Linked DNA regions of Zea mays: region 1 is linked to region 2. The links are chromatin contacts, called in public Hi-C maps. All regions are on one chromosome and are shown on one strand. The core of a region is the stretch at or near the end of the contact, and the rest is flanking DNA. Distances in the headings are between cores, read along the strand shown.

Region 1 (4,690 bases), core at 15-2,514, 180 kb after region 2:
GTTAATCACTCACTCGACTCGAGCATTCTAGAAAGGAATATGGATGCTTTTCTTTATTTCTTTTTCTTTTTTACATCTGAACATTACTTTGATCTCGCATTAACAAAGTATATACTTGTGTGCCGATGCCACATTCGTTGTTGCTAAATGCTAATTAGGTGAAAATTCTCGTCTTTGGCAGGAGTAATAAGCAGGATTCAAAGATGATGGTTACACGAGAGCATCCAATGAGGAGCAGGGAATGCCAGCTTTGCCATGAAAACCCGCTCTCTTCGCCAAGCATGACCAAAGTAAGAAACTCTTTTTGAACGAAGTTCTTGTAATCTTCATTCTGCATTTGCACCAGTTTTCGATTTAAATTCACGCTGCCATTATCCATTTATGATTGGGGAAAAAAGGGGGGGATCTAGCTAGGTGAAATCCAATGCTTCACAGAACCCAATCACTATTCTGCCTTCGTGCTGAATGCACAAGCCACTAGTATCCCACTTCTTTGATCCTGACAACGGTGTCTAGATGCTATACGTGACAGGCCTCGATCTACCCTTTTTTTTTGGTTAGCTGTGCATAACTGAACCCACCACACTCTATGTGCTGCGGTACACGGCAAAAACGAGCCCGTTGCACACTGACGCTGTACCGTGACAGCCGCACCGGACCAGCCACCACTCGATCGGCAATCTCTCGCTCGATTCCGAACCAAATCGAACGCGACCACTCCCGTTCGAAAGACAGTTTCGGGGTCCATGCCCGCACCAAATTTCGCCCGAAACGGCTGGCCGTGCCGGGAGAACTGGCGCCCCAAAGTCGGAGGAGAAGCACACCTGCACGGAGATTCCCCCGAAGCAGACCTGCCCTCACCGAACTCCCGATTTCTCCCTGAATTCTCGACCAAATCAGACGAGACCACCCGCATTTGAAAGCTAGTTTAGTGACCTACAAACGCAGAGAGTTTCAAGGCGAACGGTGGATCACGTCGCGAGAGAGGAGCTCGGGGATCCGGGGGAGAAGCACAGATGCAACAGGCTAGTGGCGTCCACCCAGGAGCAGGGCCGCGCGCCAGCGCCCCCCCCCCCGAGCCACGGGCCTGGGCGAGCGTCCCCCCCGCCCGTTGGATCTGGGCGCGGCGCGGCAGCGATCCGCGTGCGAACCCGCTCGGCCAATCGCAGCGCGGCGCTACGTCCCTGAGCCTTTCCACCCGCCTCCGCTATTTAAACGCCCTCCTCGTCACTTCCCTGTCTCATCAGTCATCACCCACCGCCTCCGCCGCCGACAACAGCGTAGTGTAGTGTAGTTCCGGAGAGGGTTGGGGAGAGTAGTAGTGATCCGCAATGTCGACGGAGGAGGCTGTTGTGGCTGAGGTCCCGGTGACCGAGGTGCCAGCGGAGGTCCCGGCGGCCCAGGTGGCCGAGGCGCCCAAGGCGAAGAAGGCGCCCAAGGAGAAGAAGGCGCCTAAGGAGAAGAAGCTTTCCGCGGCGAAGAAGCCGGCGGCGCACCCTCCCTACGCTGAGGTGAGGTTTAGTCCGTTGCGATCTAGCCGATTCGTTGCTTCGTTAGGATCGTCTCCTCTTATGGAATCTGTTGGATTGATTCTGTCGCTCTGTTCTGTTCATGTCCGCGAATTCGATATTGAATCTGAGACGCAACCTGTTGGGTCTGTCTGGCTGCAGATGATTGTAGAGGCGATCGCTGCCCTCAAGGAGAGGAAGGGGTCGAGCTCGGTGGCCATCAGCAAGTACGTCGAGGGGAAGCATGGCGGCAAGCTCCCCACCAACTTCCGCAAGCAGCTCACTGTGCAGCTGAAGAAGCTCGCTGCCGCCGGCAAGCTGACGAGGGTGAAGAACTCCTTCAAGCTGCCGGCCACCGACGCCAAGCCCAAGGCCGCCAAGCCCAAGGCACCCAAGGCCGCGCCCAAGCCCAAGCCCTCGCCGAAGGCGAAGGCCAAGACCGCTGCGAAGCCCAAGGCGGCGTCGCCCAAACCCAAGGCCAAGGCCAAGGCCAAGCCTGTCGCTCCTGCCGCCGCGTCGCCCAAGCCCCGCGGGCGCCCTCCCAAGGTCGCCAAGACCTCCGCCAAGGCCTCCCCCGCCAAGGCAGCCAAGAAGGCGGCTGCTCCTGCCAAGAAGGGAAAGGCAGCGGCGGCTCCTAAGAAGGTGGCAACCCCGAAGAAGGCTGCTGCTGCTGCCGCCCCGGCCAGGAAGGGCGTGGCCAGGAAGGCCAAGAAGTAGTCTGCCTGCCTTGTCGCTGGCGAGATCCCCCCCTCAATTCCGCCTATAGATTCCCCTCTTTCATGGATTTTGATCCAATCGTAATATTGTCAGTAGCTCTAGATTCGTCGGTAGCTCCAGCATGAGTGTCGGTGGTAGTTCTGTGCCTGTAAAAACTTGGGATAGTTGATCGCGTGTGATCAGCCGTCATGCTCCTCCAGTCTCTATGAACAAGCTAAGCTATAATAGTATTTTGCTATCCTATGATCCCCGGGTTGTTGGCTTATTGTTGTCAATATTTTTTTGGTTGCATCTGGTTTGGATTTCTGTTTTTTAAATTGTTGGATCGGTTGATTTTGTTGGATTTAGAAGAATCCTGGCATTGCATTAAGTTCGGACTTCTGGTTTCTGCTTTTCATGTGATTCTGTTTGTTCAATTGTTAGATTGATTACCCTGGACAATGAATAGCAGGAGACTCATTTCGGTTTCATTGTCAACTGCATCAGAGTTTCTAAGTAAAAAATTCAGTAGTGAGATTCTTTGCTGCATTCGAAGTGCTGAGAATCCATCAACCAATCATCCTAAACCTAAACCTACGATATAAAGTCTTTCATGCTCTAACCATTATTTTTCGAAATGAAAAACCTGTCCCTTCAGTATTGAGGTGCCTATAGAAACAAGACATGACACATGATCTGATGTCTCCATGCTTAGCGTAGCAACATCTGAGGTCGGATAAGAAACTGTCCAACTAGCCAAATGCGAAGAACCAATCCAAATCCAAAATGCTCAAGAAGAGGTATCTACTATTTATCAGTCCATGTAAATCACCTCCATTTTAGAGGTAGCTCAACCAAGCTCAGATAACTGATAGCATCATTGAACAGAGACATTTCAGTATAATCAACTCCAGCTTGTTTTGATCCTCTGGGATTTTATGAAGATTAAAATCTCCCGTGATCAACTAGTCAATTCAACCCGACATCTGAATCATTTTTTTTGAATGCCCATCTGAATATTTTTGAACCAGAGAAGACATTTTCTTTTACCGACCGGAGAACAGGGGGCATTCACATTTGTTAGGATCCAAAACAACACCATTATGCAAAGAATAGAACTCTAAAGAAGCAGCATATATATATTTTTTGAAAATGAGCTTTTCCTCAGAATAGCAACTTTTCCAATAACAATGGATCCACCCGAGTCGTCCACAGAAGAATAAACTCAAAACGATCAAAAGAGGGGGGCGAGCAAAATTTGCAAATAAAATCGAGATCAAACCGATCACGCTTGGTCTCTTGCAAACAAATAAACATGATAAAAATCTACACATAATAAAATTTCTGTTAGAATTCTATTTCTTGTCTGAATTGGTGCCAGCTAAAGACTTTCCAATAATATCTATTGTTCATGACAAAAGTTAATGGCAAGACAGAATCTCTTTAGACAACAAAGAGCATAACCGATGTGTGGTGCCAGGCTTCTGGACCATTCTCTGGCTTCTCTTCTAGGCCCTTGCCATCTGCATTTTCCTGATCCTTTGTTATGGCCCACCACCCTTTTCTTGGCTGGCTTGGCCATAAGCTCTGTTGCTCCATTAGGGCCCAGAGGGTAAAGATTGCAGAAGGTGATGCTAAGCTCCTAAACTACAAAGTAAGAGACCAAAGGTGGCTTAGTGACATAACCAACACATTTTCTGTCTTTGCAAAGATGTTGGATTAAAGCCCTTATTCAGTTCATGGAGTTGGCTGCTACGTCTAACTTTTGATTGAGAGGCTTACCATGCTTTGAGCCTTTCTTCAGGGTAGGTGAAGCAGGTCAACAGGCGTTGGATCAGAAGAGGCTGACGACATGAGACCGAAGCCAGGATGGGGTCATGGCTAGAGATGACAATGAGCTCTAAATTTTACACTATAAGATTTAATGATCGAATCAGGTTAAGATCGAACCTTATTTCTATTCATTTTAAAATAAATTTTATTTAAGGCCATAACATTTTATGAAGAATCATTTAGATCATGATCCATTATCACCTCTAGTCATGAGGTCCATCGGATGCTTAGTAACCAAGCTTGTATTGTTCGGCTGGCTAGGAGCCGCAACTGTTGTAGTTGTTCAGACGGCTGTAACTGTAATCCATATAGATAAAATACTGTAAAAGCCGCAGGCGTAGCCAGATTAAAGCCACAGTGCGGAGAACAAGCATAAGTGGCCAGCTAGATCATAGCTAGGAGGAGAAAAATCTGCATCTTAAGAAGAGGTCTGCTTAAGAAACTATCCAAGCCCACTCTAAAGAGGCCAGCTTAAGAAGCATCAAAGTGAAGAAATCCATCTATCCATCCATTCCCTTGGGATATTTCCTTATTATTAAAGCCGGATGGAAACGGCTCCCCTCACGGTATCCACGTCACCTAGAAGTTTTTCACGCGGACGATTCTTGATCAACGGCTAGGCATCGTTCTCAGGCAGGCTTCTCGTGAGCGAC
Region 2 (4,288 bases), core at 829-3,328:
ACTTTATTGAGTAAATTACAATTCCTCGTAAATGAAAAAAAAACGAGCGCCCAATAAATTGACATCTTCAAATTTAAATCCAATGAAACCACTAACAGCAAACACCAGAGTTGTAAGCCTCATCTTCAGAATTTCAGAAATAAGCAACCCAAAATCAAGGAAACAACAAAGAACGTAACATCACATATTAGATAAGATTATACTCACATACTTCCAACAAAACAGCATAGTTATGCAATGCTTAGCTTTGAAATCTAGTGCTGGAAACAGAACAAAATGTCTTGGGTATGTAACTTGTTCGAAACAAGCAGCAAAGCTGAAAGGGCAATGCCACTGGACACCCTTGGGACGCTACAGATCTGGGTAACAACTCATTTCAGAGGGATAAACCGCGAGGAGTGAGTGGCACCAATACCGGGCCTCCCGTGCTTGACCGGCTTGTAGGAAATGGAGAACTCTGCAAGATAGTGGCCAATCATCTCAGGCTTGATCTCAACCTGGTTGAAGGTCTTGCCATTGTAGACACCAACAATGCTCCCAATCATCTCGGGGACAATGATCATGTTGCGGAGATGGGTCTTCACTGGCTCTGGCTTCTCGCCGACAGGAGCATCCTTTTTCTGTTCACAGCAGGGAGATAACTAGTGAGGAAATAGTGCATCAGGTACAAGTAAATATAAACTTCCACACATGCCATAAGATAAATCAACACAGAATCTTGCATCGTCCATGCCTTACTGGCACAGAACAGAACTGCAGCAAAAAAAAAGATACTGTACATTCAGGATAGAAATTTTGGTTTACCATCACCCAAGTCTTCAACATACACAACAATACTGTTAATTGGGGCAAGGCAGGTTGTAAGACGGCAGGTTGCATAACGAACAAATGAAACTATGCACCATACAGTAAACAATTCAAAAGTTAGTTACTTGCAACTTTTTAATTAAAAAAGCTTGTTTGTCTATAATCCCAGTTAAAAACCAACAGAATAAATGACATAAGAGCTCTATAAAATTACAGTAAACACTCAGTGCTAGACTAATAAGGTTCACGATACATAATCACACAGTGCTAGCAACCTTATTCGCTACACATTCAAGCTACAGGATAAGTTATCAGAAAACCTAGGGGCGCATGAGTTTATCATATTCGCAATTGCTAATGAATTTCCTTTATAATATGACCCCCCCCCCCACTCCCAAAATGCCCAAGCTCCACCACCAAGAAAACCAACTTTCGGGTTCAATCAACTGCATACCCTTCCAAGTGCAAATTTACAGTAAACGTAACACTACGAGCAAATAGAAAATCTATAACATAGCCAATAGAATTTGCTCGAGTACAACGTGTGAAATCAAGTTGACAACACAAGCATGCTGCGCCAGAATTATACATATCAAAAATTCAGAAAACACACACTTAACTCATTCGAACAGACACATTTCTAATTTCAATTAAATTTCTAGATAAATACGAAAGATATAGGCATGGGGAAAAAGTACTTGAATAATCTAATAAGCATCATAAAATCATTAGAGCATAACAGATCCACGCAATTATTTAGATCGGACCACATTAAAACACAAACAAAAAGAGGTAATGAAGATTTAGCGGTTGAAAACTGACCGCCTTGCGCAGCTTCTTGATGAGCGCCATGGGCTTCCTCTTCAAACCCCTCTGGAACCTACCGAAACAGACACATCACATGATCTCTGCAAACCAAAATCCCTCGGAAACAAGCAAATCGCAGCACGAAATGTACCTTCTCCTGGCGCGCGCTGGGAAGAGCTGAACGAGGTCGTCGGTGGACATGTCAAGCAGCGCATCGAGGTCGACGCCGCGGTAGCTGTACTTGCGGAACGTCCTCTTCTTGGGAGCACCGGCGGCGACCTCCGGCTCGACATCGACGTCCGCCTGCGCAACACGAATTAGTCCTTACGCGAATCTTATGGACGAGCTGGATCTTGGAGAGATCTATGCAGTTTTGACGGTGATCTCACCATGTTTGAAGTTAAATCCGGACACTAGGGGTCAGGGAGCGGCGGCGGCGGCGGTGGCTGTGGGTAGGGTTTAGAGATGGCTGGGCGTGGAAGGAGTTCTTTTTGAAACGAGAGTATTCCCATGGGCTTCTTAAAATTAGTACCTCAAGTAATTGGATTCGTAGTATGTCCGTGCGTTGCAACGAGAGTATGCTGAAATTAGAGATGGCAATGGGGATTTCCCCGTCGGGGTATCTTCTCATACCTATCTGGGGTAAGAAAATACCCGTCCCCGTTAGCTTCGACGGGGGAGAAATTTCCCCATCCCCGTCCCCGCTCGGGGGTTATGTAACTGAAATGTATGTTTGAACATGAAACAAACGTACTCCACTCACCCTATCAAATTCCATTTGTTTATCATTCCTCCACATGACCATAGCTTGTAGAACGAAGTAGTTGGTATTAACCCTATAGAATAATGTTTGATCAACTATATTATATACAATAGTTATCATAGAAAAAAATTAAACTGTTGAAAACGTGGTATTGAGAAAATATCCTTTCAAGTCAATTGGAACACCAGACCGAATTGTATGTTCCCACTTAAAAATATCATCTGCCCATCCAGAACGTTTCTTGTTGTAGGCAATCTTATATTTCTTTGAGGCCATAATAATTGCTTCCGCAAACCTCTTGTATGACATGAGTTTGCACCAATCTTGAGTGGTGTAAAGTCTATAAAAGTTACGTGCTTCTTACCATGATCGATTACGAAAAGTGCGTAGCATCCGTTCAATTTCCATGGCATAAGAATCTACAAAATATCAGTCATTAGGATTGCAACGAAGTGCCTTTTATAAATACATTCGAAATAAAATTCCTTCATCTCTGGATCAGCTAGGGGATCGTACGGCTCCGGAGGCGGGGATAGTTCAGTTGAAGTAGGTAAACAGATTAGTTCGAAGCCACAAAGCAAGTACTGAAGCTAAATAATCAAAGAATAATATCAATACGCCTTTCGCGTTCTGCAGCTTCTTTAGCTCGCTTTGCTTCTGTCCGGACATTGTGGGCGTCTTTTTCACTCTTTTTTATAATCTCATGGGCCAGCTCTCGGCCACCATTCACCCAGACATCATTATAAAATTTCCAGCCCATTAAAGTTGCTTCAACTGAAGGATCCTTCGTATCGTCTATGGAGAAGGCAGCTTCGGCCTGGGCTATAGCCTTAATATGATCACATCCGGCCTTCTCCAGAATAGCTGAGATTCCCCGCGCACCGGAAAACGCGCAAATATTCCCGCGATCACTCAAAATTTCCTCGAAGGCTTCGGCTTCTCCACTTATCCATTCAACAACGCCCTCGGGGTCGCCTCGTATGAAGTTTTCTTCAGCAGAGAAGGCGCCCACTTTGGCGAAGCTAGTTTTTAATTTCTTCACGCAATTCAAGGATTTTTTAAAGCACCTCTCCTTGGATTCGCGAAGTTCTTCAACATTTTTCTCTAGCTTATTTTTCCAATATTCACTGATTTCTTGATTTGCATGTGCGAGCGCGCAGTTCTCCTTAGCTTCGGCCAGTTGTCTCCGAAGGTCTTCAATTTCGGTTTTCTGGGCTTCGGCCTGAGCTTTGTAATTAGTCTCGTCTTCCTTTACTTTGTTCACCAATGAAATCAAAATTTTGTCTTTCTCTAGACCTTCGTTTCTTAGTTCAATCACCTCAGACCGAAGGTTGTTAAGAGCCATTGTACAGCCTTCGTCTTCGGCGCTCTTCTGAGCCCTCAAGGCATTACTAAGAATTAATCCCTGCAAAGAAGGAAGATTTGAGCATGGCAATAAAATACTTCATTTTCTAGCTTCAAAATTAACCTCTATACCTTTATACTGTTGTACGCGAGGCTATCAGCAAGATCATCCTTCGACAAGACCGAAAGGCCTTCTTCAAGCTTAGGAAATCCCATATTCTTAGCTATCTCTTGGCACACAGATATTTCTTTGTTATCCGGGAGACAGTACAGGAAATCATCTTCGTTGGTACCATTGAACACTAAGGCACCTTCGGATATTTCAGTCTTTGGGCATAGTGTTTGGCCTCAAAGATTTCTTCTTCAGATAAAGTTTTCCCTGAAGCATGTCGAACAATGTAATCAATATCTTCAGCTAAAGCTTCGGGGACAGGAGACTTTGCTTTTTCTGCCATATCTTGCTCTGCTGTCTTGCTGGTATCTGAAATTTGCTGACCCACCTTATCTTCAGGCTCGGCGGCCTTCGTCTCAGTAGGCGCTGAAGGCCCAGCTTTGGCTTCGACTTGG

Evidence for each region. A called contact is a pair of places that touch in the nucleus more often than the background predicts.
Region 1: a contact with region 2 is called in a Hi-C map of tassel, with 3 times the contacts expected there. The contact joins the promoter of LOC541964 here to the promoter of LOC100282387 in region 2. A contact is called at or near these places in 4 of 25 Hi-C or Micro-C datasets (ear, endosperm, leaf and 1 more).

What each region holds. Positions count from the first base shown.
Region 1 is chr7:11,632,573-11,637,262 of Zm-B73-REFERENCE-NAM-5.0, forward strand. LOC541964 (histone H1-like protein) reads left to right here and starts at 1,265. Exons shown (of 2, transcript NM_001111618.2): 1 at 1,265-1,511; 2 at 1,671-2,468. The coding sequence starts at 1,332. The coding sequence ends at 2,225. LOC103632031 (a long non-coding RNA gene) reads left to right here and starts at 4,678. Exons shown (of 4, transcript XR_002263540.2): 1 at 4,678-4,690.
Region 2 is chr7:11,454,181-11,458,468 of Zm-B73-REFERENCE-NAM-5.0, forward strand. It overlaps LOC100282387 (40S ribosomal protein S15), which reads right to left and starts at 2,079. Exons shown (of 4, transcript NM_001155298.2): 1 at 2,004-2,079; 2 at 1,766-1,917; 3 at 1,630-1,687; 4 at 156-620. The coding sequence starts at 2,006. The coding sequence ends at 372.